Regions from separate parts of the Zea mays genome. Here region 2 is linked to region 1. A link is a contact called in public Hi-C data. All regions are on one chromosome and are shown on one strand. The core of a region is the stretch at or near the end of the contact, and the rest is flanking DNA. Distances in the headings are between cores, read along the strand shown. Region 1 holds the start of LOC100285670 (Activator of 90 kDa heat shock protein ATPase). Region 2 holds the start of LOC100282567 (eukaryotic translation initiation factor 6).

Evidence for each region. A called contact is a pair of places that touch in the nucleus more often than the background predicts.
Region 2: a Hi-C map of leaf shows a contact between it and region 1, with 5 times the contacts expected there. The contact joins the promoter of LOC100282567 here to the promoter of LOC100285670 in region 1. A contact is called at or near these places in 3 of 25 Hi-C or Micro-C datasets (ear, leaf and tassel).

Annotation. Positions count from the first base shown.
Region 1 is chr1:202,205,412-202,212,044 of Zm-B73-REFERENCE-NAM-5.0, forward strand. It overlaps LOC100285670 (Activator of 90 kDa heat shock protein ATPase), which reads right to left and starts at 4,165. Exons shown (of 3, transcript NM_001158561.2): 1 at 3,130-4,165; 2 at 1,378-1,457; 3 at 720-1,289. The coding sequence starts at 4,002. The coding sequence ends at 1,196.
Region 2 is chr1:202,566,767-202,573,399 of Zm-B73-REFERENCE-NAM-5.0, forward strand. It overlaps LOC100282567 (eukaryotic translation initiation factor 6), which reads left to right and starts at 2,938. Exons shown (of 8, transcript NM_001155475.2): 1 at 2,938-3,066; 2 at 3,440-3,494; 3 at 4,099-4,195; 4 at 4,304-4,389; 5 at 4,469-4,513; 6 at 5,151-5,281; 7 at 5,388-5,498; 8 at 5,593-6,020. The coding sequence starts at 3,485. The coding sequence ends at 5,850. It overlaps TRNAA-AGC (transfer RNA alanine (anticodon AGC)), which reads right to left and starts at 2,150; the gene lies at 2,078-2,150.

The DNA of each region.
Region 1 (6,633 bases), core at 2,915-5,414:
AAGCAGCGGTCAGGATGTAGCAAAAAGCAACTATACACGGGAGCTATGACAGCTGAATGGAATATGAAGCAAAGCAAGGTTGAGAGCAGGCAAGCAGCAAACTCACCCGACCTGGGGTTCTGGATTACACCACACCGCAGTCCCGAAGCCAGCTCAGCATCCCTCTCCTCCTCCTTCCTCCTTGCCTCGGCTTTCTTCCTCGATCGGCCTTCTTCCTCGACTCCGTGTTCGCTCCAGCTAGGGTTCTAGGCGCTGAAGATAATCCAGTTCCACGACCCGTAGCAGCTCGTCCTCATCCAATGCCCACGACCCCTTTACCCTCACGGACCCCGACACTGCCTGCCACCACCCTCCACCCCTCGGATCTTTCCGCTGTGGCCAGATCTAGTGGGAGCAACGAGGTTTGGGGGGGGGGGGGAGGAGGTAGTACCAGGATCGAGGGTACAACGGGATTCGCCATAGAAGGAAGCCTCCGCGGGCGGGATTTGTCGCTGCAGCTGCGGGCGAGAATCGTCGCTGCAGGGCTGCAGCTGCGGGCGTGATTCGCGGGATTCGTCGCTGCGGGGCTACAGCCGCGAGGATGGAAGGGAGTGCGGGATTCAAGGCTCGAGGATGGAAGGGAGCATGGGAGGGCAGTGGGATGCGGGGCTGCCGGCGGGGATGCGGCCGCGGGCGGGAGGTGCGCGCCCGGCAGAACGTACACCATGGGGTTGTGAACGCCTACATTAGTCACATAATAGTAATAGAGATTTACAAGTCCTCATTAAAACCATCATGGCAGCACATCTGGAATAAAGAAAGTATAGAGTGCCAGATTCCGAGTGGCACGAGCACGAGACAAGGATATGATCTGATCGTTACTATAGCACACAGCGACTCAATTGAAGTCCAAATGCAACGAAAACACAACACGAGGACCGAGTATATAGCCACTAAAACGCTTCACACCGACACACATTCTTAATCATTGCAACAAGATAACCAACCCAGATCAGCGTCGACTCATTTCGGGAGCAAGCAACATTGCAGCGTTCGAATAACAGATGTTTTTAAACCCCCCACGATATGCAGTGTTCTGTGTTTAAGGACATGGAAAACAAATGGGTGAATAAAACATGGATTGCTATGACGTGCATGGTCTGACCCCGTAAAAATTTGAAATCTAACTTCATGCCAAATCGCCTCTTTAGATTCTTTAGATCCCAAAACCGAACACTCCGCGTATCCGCTGGAATATGAGTTCTCTCCAGCCTCTCTCGGTGTTCTCTACCACAGTTGAATTTCCATACCTGCAAGTACTCAAAAGCAAACAGATCGTAAGTACAAGAGACAAGCATCAACAGATTTGGTGTTCGAAGCATAGGAATATCAACATACTTGTCTTCCTCTGGCACATCAGTTTGTTTGAGCTTTATGATTGTAACTCCAGACTCGGGCTCATCAAACACCAACCGGACCTGCATTTCGGGTGAAATCCAGACTCCGTCACATCACTCGAACATAGTCCAGGTCGTATGCACAGGCGTGATCATAATTATAGATAGATGCCTTGTGCACATAAAGCATCTGCCACTATATCTTAACTCAAGTGAAATCCTACATTCCTACAGCAGTAACCATAGAGCAGCATTTGAAAGGAGAAGAGGCGGCCAAGTATATAAATCCACAAGTCTACTACACACACGTTCCAAATAAGATGAGCCCACAGCCCCACATACATTAATACAGTATTATGCATTGCTTGGAGGTGTTGCATACCCACTGCGAAAAATTCAAAATTTCATCTGCTAAATTACTGCTGAAATCAAAATAAGAATTACATGACCCTACAAACCACAAAGAAATATTGCATACCGACTGAAGACAATTCACCAAACTGTTGTGATTACTGCTAAACTCAACTCAAGATAAATGGTGCACATTGCATGTTTCCACATAGTACATGACTACACGTTGACAGTGCGCATACGTTGCCGGTGCGCTTGGCAACTTCTCCATCCACCCAAAAGAATGGAAATCTCACTTCCCAAGAAGTCAAGCAATCCTAACTTTGACTAAATATTTACAAAAATAAGTGCTAACTACATAACAATTATCACTACATTAATCATGGATTATGTTTTCATAATAAATATATCTGAAGATAAAATTGTTGAAAGTATTCCTACATATATAGGCAGATCTGGAATAGTTTGTAAAGCGAGAATTCCATTCTTTCTGTTAAAGAGGGAGCACATGTTAACTAGAGCGAGAAAATTCAGCAACATACAGTGCTCAATTAGAGCACCTAACTGTTTCAATAATATACAGTATACACATTAGATGGTATTTCACTAGATGGTGCCATGTGCTTGTTTAAAATATACTCCATCCATTCCAAATTATAGTTTTCTTTGGCTTCACCCTAAGTCAAACTTCCCTAACTTTAACCGTTTTTTTTTATAAAAAAACGAATTAAGGGTCATCTTTGTTGGCTTCCAAAATATGCCAAGCCAAAGATTTGACAGGCCATGATTTGGCTTTTAATTTGTTGGCTTCCAAAACTTGCCAAGATCCCACATTTGGATTGCCAAATCTATAGCACATTTTTTTGCCCAACTTTTGCTTGCCAAATATTTGGCATGGCATTTTTTGTTTGTAAACCAAGCAGGCTCTAATTTTTGCAGGTTCAAATAAATGCACTATCAGAATAATATGCCATAAAGGAAACTAGTTTGATGTTTGTAGATGCTAATACATTTTTCTATAAACTTGGCCGAAGTTAGAGGAAACTGACTTAGAATAAAGCTAAAGTGAACTATAATATGGAGTGGAGGGATTCATAGGAGGGAGCTACATGAACATATATTGATTAGTGTTAATCTTTAGATTGATATTTTAATGACAGTTCAAAATGGTTGGAAACAACGACATGGTTCATCAAACTTGTATTTTCTTGAATAGTCTTATTAAATGTTAATCTTATTGTCTTGAATTCAACAAACTACTAATCAACAAACGAATTAAGAGTTATTCGTCATATTTTCCTAAATCTCAGCACCCAAATTAAGTACCTAAATTAGTGAGCATACAAGAGCAATAGCAAAATGAGTAGCTGGCATAGGGACCCAGGCATGTCATGAATCTTACCGAGGAGTACAAGCCGTCAGGCCAGCTTCCAAACCGCCACTTTTGTGCAATCAGCTTCCCTTCCTGCAGCTCCTCGTTGACGCCAGTGATGGACCCGTCGAAGAGGCTAAATTCCCCTCCAACCTCTCTGCTGATCCTCGCATTGCTCTGCGTAAACCCTTTCCATCTGTTCTCATCCATCAAGATCTCATATATGTCCTTTGAGCGGCAGTAGAACTTCTCCGTCATCTCAATGGTCTTGAAGCCCTCCTTGTCCTTCCCCTTGGCCTTTTTCTTCTCCACAGCCGGCGCAGGAGCCAGTACCGCCTCCTTCGCCGGTGCGGAGCCGGCGACCTTCGTGGGAGTTTTCTTGGAGTCCAGCTCGTCCTTGGCCGGTCCACCCTTGGCCATGGCAGCGACGAACTCCCGGATCTTCTCGAGCACCATGGGTTTCCCGCGGGAGAGGAAGGCGTCCTTGGCGCGGAGCGCGAGGGGCGTCTCGTCGCCGCGCACGGTGACGCGGAGGTCGGGGTCCTCGTCGGCGTTCTCGTCGGCGAGGTAGGGAACCTCAGCGGTGCCGGTGACCTTCGCAGCTCCGGACTCCGAGGCGGCCTCGGCCTCCCAGGAGAGGGTGAGCGAGAGCTCGTACCCCGGGATGACCTTGCCCTTGCGGATGTTGACGTAGGCCTCGCCATCAAGCTTGTCGAGCGCGACGGTGCGGAGACTGAGGCCGCCCTCGCCGTCGAGGATGGTGAGGCCCGCGAGCAGGGAAGAGAGCCGCGCGCGGGACCACTCCAGGCAGTCGCGCTCCGCCCAGTGCCAGTTGTGGACGTTGGTGCCGTCGGCGCGCTCCTCCACGATCCACCGCTTGTCGCCCTCGCCGTACTTCGCCATAGGTGCGCGGTGGTGTTTGGGGGGGAGGGGAGGCGAGCTTAGGGTTTGGAAGGGCTCGGGTTCGTTTGGATCTGCGCGTGGTTTCGTGATGTTGGGTGTGTGGAATGGATGACCAGAGACGAGAGTTTTTTAAGAGCAGGAGGCGGCTGCTTCTGGATGGTTCGGTGCTGGATTGGAATACTCTCGAAGTTCAGGGGCAAGGGGAACAGGAGCTGGTCAGCTGGTACATTGGTACGTAGGTTGTACCGGTGGAATACAAGACAGTTTCGATCTTAAAATTTGTACATACTAGTGGGTTGTCCGTTATATATATATATATATATATATATATATATATATATATATATATATATATATATATATATATATATATATATATATATATATAAATTATTTACCAAAAAAATTAAAAAAATTAATTGTCTCCGCTCTCTATATAATATTTTTTGATTTAGCTAACTAATGTTATTGATTACTCCATCCAATATCTATTGGTACAACACGACTAATGAAGTGAGCGATTAGAAGAGAGTTCATAACGACTGACTGAACGAACAGAGATTATAAAATGACATAATTCCACCATACAGAGACCAAATAAGAGAAAATTTGTGAGCTCAAATTTCTAAATTAAGTCATATGAACTCAAACTTATAAAAAAGATAGATCAAAATATGGAGTGATTGCTAAAGTAAGGCATCAATAAAAATTTGATGCGCTCCATATAAATTATGCTACTTCGTAGCAATTACTAATGTTTAAAACCAACAAATTACATTTCATTTTACCGTTAGTGTGACAAATCATTGTTGCTCCATCCAATTCAGCAACCTCAAACACCATGGAGTCCATCTATAGGCGTGCAACGGGTTAATTTGAAATAGCTTTGAGGGGTTATTTGTAAAAAGGTGACGCGGGACGACCGTTGAAACTGGTGCTTTAAGTATAGTATAGATATAAAAATATACTAGTATAAAAGTATTTGGCTATATAGGCATTTCAGATATACTCTCTCTCCCAAATAAATTTTATTTTAGTTAATTAATTGATTCATACAGTACTTGATTTATGTTTATATATACATATATATATTCCTTCATTTAAATATAGACATAAAAACAAAGAGCTAAAACAACTATTATTTTAGAAAGGGAGGAGTATAACATTTTAGTCAAAATAGATATTTGTTCTTGGTTTATGTGTCAATCTCTGTGATCCAACCTCGTCGTGGTAGCGTCCATAGGTATCACGAGTAGTGTCACTGTCTGCATCTCACTTTCCCCATTTAACGCTCCCCGGTTTTGATGGAGTACAAATTTCAGCAACCATGCCAAGTCAGTAGAACCTCAGTATGCCTCGGTTTAATGTATTACGAATTGTCCGGCTTTATGGGGCAGACCGTCCCCAAAAAAATTTGGGGTGCTCTAACATATTATAGTCGTTTATAGCCGTTGGGATTCTTGTGTGACAGTCCGAGCTTGAAATGTAGATTGTCCGAGGATGCCCGGTCTGCTCGAAAAGTGACCATAATGGCTAGTTTTGAGAGGGGGACTATATATACTTGGTGTCCGGTTTGGGCACCTTAAGGAGGCCATTTGGAACACTTATAAGCATATTAGAGCCTTCCTCTTCTCTCTCCCACTCATATTGTTTGGGATTGCATTCTAGTGAGATTGATAGCCATCTAGTGTACTGTATCAGTTGGTTGAGCTTTGAGGCACTAGGGAGATCATCAAGCAAGGTCGTTGGCTTGTTACTCTTAAAGGTTGTCACCTTCTAGACGGCTTGGTGGTGGTTCCCTACTGAGCTCTTTAAAGAAGATTGTGAAGAAGATATAAATCAAAGATTGAGCAACAAATTTGAGGGGTGACATAAATCAAAAGTCACACATGATCTTATAATAAAAAATCAAAGAAGATATAGTGATAAGAGTGACCTTGGTTTCAACAAGAGCAATAGCAAAGGCAAGCGCTTGAAGCTAAAAGAAAATATGCTATCTCATTTCATGTGTTATCAATGCCATGAGATGGGTCATCTTGCCAAGGCATGTCCCAACAAGGACAAGCTCAAGTTAAAGAAGGAAGAAGAGAGGCTAAACCATGACAAATATTTCAAGTGTCACACTTGGGGTTACCTCACCTCAATGTGCCCAACCAAGAAATTGGTGAAGCCACAAGTGAAGCCTCAACCAAAGCCACAAGTTGAGCAAGAGAAGTGTCGATGTTTCAAACCTTGCTCCAACAAGTAAATTTATTGTGCTCGTTCCAGGCTCCAGACGATGTGCGCGGTGGACGCAGAATTTATACTAGTTCGGGCAGAATGTCCATACTTCCATTCATCGGTGGCTTACGCTACCGGCACCATTGATATCAAAGCTCGTAGTAAGAGTTACAAGCGAGCAACAGAGGGAGGAGAGGCTCCCAAGTCTCTTATCGTGGTGGAGGTAGAGCTAAGGGTTACAAGGTGGTGTCCTAGCTAATTCTTGGCTTGGCGACAAGGCTTCGGTCTCTGGGTCCTCGTCGGTGCGTCCTCCTCCTGTTCACCGGACCTTCTGGGTGTCTTTTTGTCTAGGAGTTGAAGCTCTCATTTAGTTGTAAAGCGGGCAAGAGCTCTAAGTTGTGTGGAGAACCT
Region 2 (6,633 bases), core at 1,688-4,187, 360 kb after region 1:
CATGAGCCTGTTCCACTACAGATCGGTTCTCAACCATCTTGTAGTCATACAACTGCTCCATGAGATACAGCTCGCTACCAGCGTCAGTAACTCCAAACTTTCCAACAAGAGCATCCCACAGCTCTTTCCCCGTGGGAAGGATGATATAGCTTTTCTGGAATTTTGTGTCAAGTGCGCTAATCACTGCACCTCGAAAGAGGTTGTCTTCAGCCTTAAACTTAGCCTCATCCTCAGGAGGTAAGTTGGCAGGCTTGTCCTCAGCGGTATGAAAACAAGACATTGCAGTTAGCCACAATTCCATCTTAGCCTTCCATATCAAGAAGTTTTTACCATCGAAAAGATCAGGCTTTAGCACAACAACAAAACCTCTGACAGAAAAATGTCTAACATTAGGTTTTTGGATTGTTAGAATTATAGGCATTTTCCGTATTATTTTAATTCCATAAATTAACATTATGATGATGACATATAATAAATAATTAACTATAGAAATCGTGATCTTAAATTGATCCATACCAATATGAATCAAGAGAACATAGAGCATGTGAATTATATAAATCATATAAATATGATAAACATGTATACTGACTGAACAGATGAAAATAAACAGATAGAAACACAAACATCATGACTGTAAAATTAAAACAGACAGATCTATCATATTACAATAAGACAGAACAGATAAGATAAAATCATTCCTACATATGAAGCAGCATAGAAGAATATATGAAACATATATAATATCCAGAACACAAAACAGTAAGTAAATAAAACGATCATACCCTCCGATGCGCTCTGATGATCCAGATCCTTGACCAGCTTCTTTTGTCATGTTGGAGCGGCACCGGCTTCGGAGGCACCTGCCCTATTGCTTCTCTGTGCGCGCAGAGTCACGAGATGGAAATACCCTCACTCGGCGGCTGGACTGCGATTCTGAAAGTGTTCTCGCGTGTACCGAATGACAGGGGTGCTCCTCTATTTAACCTCTCGCAGAGGGAAGCTGAAGGAGAAAGGTCGCCGAGTCGTTATGCCATTAGTCGGCCAGCTCTCGCCGAGTCACGCCATGAGTCGGCAGCTGAAGGAGAAGGGTCACTCGGCTAGCTGATGAAGAGACAGGGTCACTCGGTCGGCGGCGGCGCACGCGCGTGACACGCCCTTGTCCATTTCTTGACTTCTCAAGTTAAGTGGAATAAATCCCACCATATAAGTCAAGGCAAAAGACCCTTGGACTTTCAATGTGGTACTATTGGTATTCTCCACCATTACGCACCATAGAGTTTATTCAATAAATGAGCCAAACCCATAAAAGATCCAACATGTAACACTTTCTTACTTGAGTATGAATCGGTCATGGACCACGGTCCCTCCGTGGCAAAATAAAAAGTACGATTTCTAGCTTTCAATTAGACGGACAATTTCCTAGATCGAGAACTAGATTATCTCTTACACAGATGGATGGAGTACTCATGTTTAATAAGATTTTTCTTTATAAAGAGAGCCTTATTAAAACTCAACAGGTATAAGAGTTTTAAAAATGATCGTCTTCGCTCGCCTTCTCATTCCGCTCTGTAAATGATCCTTTGGCTCTCAAGTTCCAACTGATTGACGATGGGACGTTGGGATAAATTCCAGGAGACAACATTCTAATATAATTAATTACTCGCAATTTAAAGGACAGAGAAAACCATGCTACTTGCTTCGATGTTTATTTTTACAAAAATTAAAAACATAGAGATACAGAAAAATCTGACCACGAGAATTGCTAGACTCTAGCGTCACATGAATTGGGAGTTATTGTAAGTTTTTGGGCCAAGGTGCTAGCGTGGAGAGTGAGTAGAGACAAGCAGCGTGTGTGCTTGGCAAAATAAAAGTTTTACTTTTTCTTTTGCTTCTTAAAAGACTGAGAGGTGCAGTGGATGAAATCTCGGATCTTGACAAATGATTCGGGCCTTTTTGTGTTGCTTTTTCTTTTGCTTCTTTAAAGACTTTGAGAGGTGCGGTGAAGCTTGAGTGCAGTAGGTTTCGAAAGGCACGACTTACACGAAAAAAATGGAGAAAAAGAGAAAACAACAAAAACTGGAGATGCGGGGTATCGATCCCCGTACCTCTCGCATGCTAAGCGAGCGCTCTACCATCTGAGCTACATCCCCTTTTGTTATTATTATAAAATAGTTAATATTTGGTAATAATGAGCTAGACTAAGTTGGACCATGTTAAGAAAAATTCATTAGCCAATTACTTAGCATGTGAAAATCATGCGCACTGGTGTGAGATTTGTAAGAGGTATATAAAGTATCTATGGTCTCATGATATTAGAAAGAGGACATGAAAAATCAAAGGAGTTTATAGTGGAAAAAGGAGGCGGACACAACTGCATCGCCAAATTCATCACACCTGCATGCACAACCCTGAGTTGAGTGAGTTCCACGTCGTGCTCTGTAGCATAGCAGACCCTGTGGTGGTACTACCCGTAACATGTTGTTGGAGATGTCTAAAGTGTTGGACAACAGTGTGCCCTATGCCCCTATGTCTATAGGATCTCGAGCATCTCAACGAAGGAGACAGTCAACTAATCGCTCTACTAGAAGTCTAGTTCAGCCATGATAGTAGGCCCACCATCTTACGAGTGGGACAGATGATAAAGTTGTTGCTTACCAACATCCACGCAAGGTCATATCCCTTGATATTGAAAAGATGTCACTGACACATGGGACCTGCCTGTATCACCGAGAGCGGCAAGTATGCAATTTGCAATGGCACGATAGTAATCGACATTAATTAAAGCAAAAAAATCAATGTTTTTTTAAACAAAAGGGCTAAGAGCCCAAGACAGACGACGTAGCCCAACTGAATGCCCTCCTGCAGCCCAGCCCAACCTGTGCGATCGGGTCGGTCAAGCAACCCATTCGATCGGGTCGCCTTCAGACCTGACCTCTCAAATCAAACCGGGACCGGGTGGCCTCTTGCCCTCTTCCGTTCCGTCTCATTCTCATCCCCGACCCCCGCACCGCAGCGTAAACCCTAGTCCCCGGCGGCGACCTTGCGGCCTCCGCTGCGCTCTGACTGGTAAGCATGATCGCTCCTCCTCTCTTTCCCGCCCCGCTTCCCTAGTCCCTATTTTCTTTTCCACGCTGCAGCGTGCGTCGGTTAGGTTCTTGGGAGGTGGGGGTGTCTCGGGGATTCGTCGTGGCGTGCACCGGCGTCTGCCCCCACCCGCGCCTAGCCGCGAAGGTGAAACCCAGATCCCTGCCTCCCTGGCCGTACACGTGCCCGACCGCCTCTTCCCACCTCGGCGCCGCGGCGGCGGCGGCGCACCTTTTCCTCTGGAACCACCGAGGCACCGTGGAGTTCTTCCTCCTGGGCCTGTAGATGCGCCACCTCTAATCGTTTTTTCCCCTCGTTCGATAAGTTCTTAATCAGCTCGGCGTTTGATCTGCAGGTGCGCGTTTAGACGAGGAGCTGCGGCGGCCAAGACCAATCGACCATGGCTACCCGTATGTTTCGTTTTTATTTCCTTCGTGTCATATTTCTGGGTGCGAGTTTTGTGCCTAGATGATTCGTATGTGTTCGAGTTGGCGGTGCTCTAATCTTTGTTTTAAGGTTGTTATATGGCATGTTAGTGTCATCAACGATTCATGATTAATAGACTCAGTAGCTACCATTTCATGATTTATGCAGCGTATCAGAGGCAAGATATAAATCTTGGGTTCAAAGTTGCACTTGATTAGCTGATATTATTTTTGTATTGGCTAGTCCATGTTTTTGGTTGGAATTTAGTCTTGAATGATAGTGTTGCATCCGGTTTGCTCTATGTTTAAGCCGCTACACACCTGTGAAGGCTTGTGTGTAGTTTCTAGAATCAGTATTTTGACAATATTACAGTCATATTGCAATAGTTGCATGTGCTAGTGTAAGAATTGTTCTGTTCATTTTTTATACATGCTTTGTTCTCTTTTGTTTTTTCATCAATGAAAAAAACATAAAAGATACAGTTTTTTTATTTGTCTAAATATGGGTGGGTTAACCTTTCACCCTGCTGGTCATGGAATATGTGTTTTCAATTACTTATCTGCAACTTGTGGATGCGGACTCTTTCAGGTATCCAGTTTGAGAACAACTGTGAAATTGGTGTTTTCTCCAAGCTGACAAATGCTTACTGTCTGGTAGCGATTGGAGGGTCAGAGAACTTCTACAGGTTAGTCTTACATATTTCTTTGAGACTTGACATTTGGGTCATTGGGCTCCTTTGGTGGAAGTGGATGAAATGCTAACTCTAACAGTGTGTTCTCCTAATGTTGTCCAGTGCCTTTGAGGCTGAGCTTGCAGATGCCATCCCTGTGGTCAAGACCTCTATTGGTGGCACTAGAATAATAGGCCGACTTTGTGTTGGTTAATATCTGAAATTTGGTTTTGCTATTTGGCTTATTCTCTACTTGTTTTCACCTTCCTTTTCACTTTGTTTGCCCAGGAAACAAGAATGGACTTCTATTGCCACATACTACAACCGACCAAGGTAAGCATTTGCTTTATGCTGTGAATGTTTGCTAGATCTGTTATTAATGCTTACACATGGCTGGTTATTTCGAATCTATTAATTTATTACCCAGATGTTTTCACACGCATGCTGTTATTTCCATTTTGTATTGTTCACTTCTGTTCATGTTTTATTTCTCAAGAAATGTTAGTTTTCTATCAACATTCACCTTCAAGATGAGTTAATTACATAAGGATACTAAAAGTAACACTAGGTTTCCCAAACTAAGTATATAAATCACTTAGTATGTCAGATATGCTGCCTCATTTGCCTTTGTTTTTGTAAACACTCAGATTTATATTGTTTACCTGCACTTAGCTAGTTCCATGGAAAACTTTTAGGCCTTTGGTATATCGTACCATTGGGGAGTTATATGGCTCCATCTTGGTAACTGATGCATGGCCATGCTGCTGCTTGCAAATCCGCAATGACTAGATTTCTAGTTTTGTTCTTTTCAAATGTATATCTGTTTGTCTCTACCTTATCTAATTGACAAAGAAAACGGTGAGGATAGTGGTAACTATCCTGTCAACTGGGCTGTATAGGTTATCGTAGGTCCTGGTTTGCCACAAATGATATGTAATTTTTTCCTCCATGTGCTTTGGAACTTTTGTAGAGCTTCAGCATCTGAGGAATTGCTTGCCTGATCAAGTGGTGGTTCAGCGCATTGATGAGAGGTTATCTGCCCTTGGCAATTGCATAGCCTGCAATGACCATGTTGCACTTACGCACCCTGACCTTGACAAGGTAAAATTTACAGGAGACTGAGGAGTTTATTCTGTCGCTAGCCCCTGAAACTCTGCACATCCTCGATTACATCAAGCTAAAATCTTTGTGCTAATGAATTCAACAGGAGACTGAGGAGTTCATTGCAGATGTGCTTGGGGTCGAGGTGTTTAGGCAGACTATTGCTGGAAATATCCTTGTGGGGAGTTACTGCGCCTTCTCTAACAGGGGTGGTTTGGTACGTAAACTGTTAGCTACATTTCCATTCCATATGTTCCCTAAAGCTTGCAAATGTTGTATTTAGTATTTAGTGAACGAATACATTTATGCAGGTTCATCCCCATACATCCGTTGAAGACCTTGACGAGCTCTCCACGCTCCTCCAAGTTCCTCTTGTCGCAGGAACTGTGAACAGAGGAAGCGAGGTCATTGCTGCAGGCATGACAGTGAACGACTGGACTGCCTTTTGTGGCTCGGACACGACAGCCACCGAGCTCTCAGTCATCGAAAGCGTCTTCAAGCTGAGAGAAGGGCAGCCCACTGCGATTGTGGAGGACATGAGGAAGTCTCTGATAGACAGTTACGTGTAACTGGGGGGCCAGCAGATGTGGGTCAGAGTTTGCCTTTGCTAAAAGATGTATTGCAAGCTATAGTCGAATTATCAGTAGCACAACATAACCCTCTGATATGTTCGTGGTTTATCCGTGGTTTCTGAATTGTAGACTTCTGCGTTGAAGCTCGTGCTACTGTTTGTTTTCCATTGTTTGTTCACACCAACAGCTATATGCAGATACATGGCTTCTCAGTGTTACGCCGGCAGATGAATAAGCTTGGGGAAAAAAAGGATGTTATCTTGAAATTGTAGTTATCTATGGCGCAGGGGACATTGGTATAGCAAATGCTTCTCAAAAGTCTCCATGTCTCCATGGAAGGGAACCATCGACCACATTCATCAGAAACAACGAGCTGCCATTAACAAAAGCAGCGCATCTATGGGAACCATCATCCACTAAATCCCGCGTTTCAGAAACTGATCATGACCTTGGTACTTGGTACTTATCTCCTTGGTTTTCTCTGCATTGACCTCATCCTCGTGTAGACGTGTTAGCACAGGACATGTCCCATGAGTGAGATTATTGAAGCTGTTGCAATCTATTGCAGTGCTCAGTGGTAAATGGAGAAAGACAAGAGAGAGACAAATGGCAGGGACAGATTCTTTATTGCAGAGATAGATGTATATATAGTACAATACACAGGGTTTCCAAAGGGTGCGACCTTTAGGCAATAACTGCCACCAGTTGGGACTGATCACATGTAAAACTTTTGTAACACTCTCCCTTGATCAACCCAAATACATTTGATCATCTGCAAGT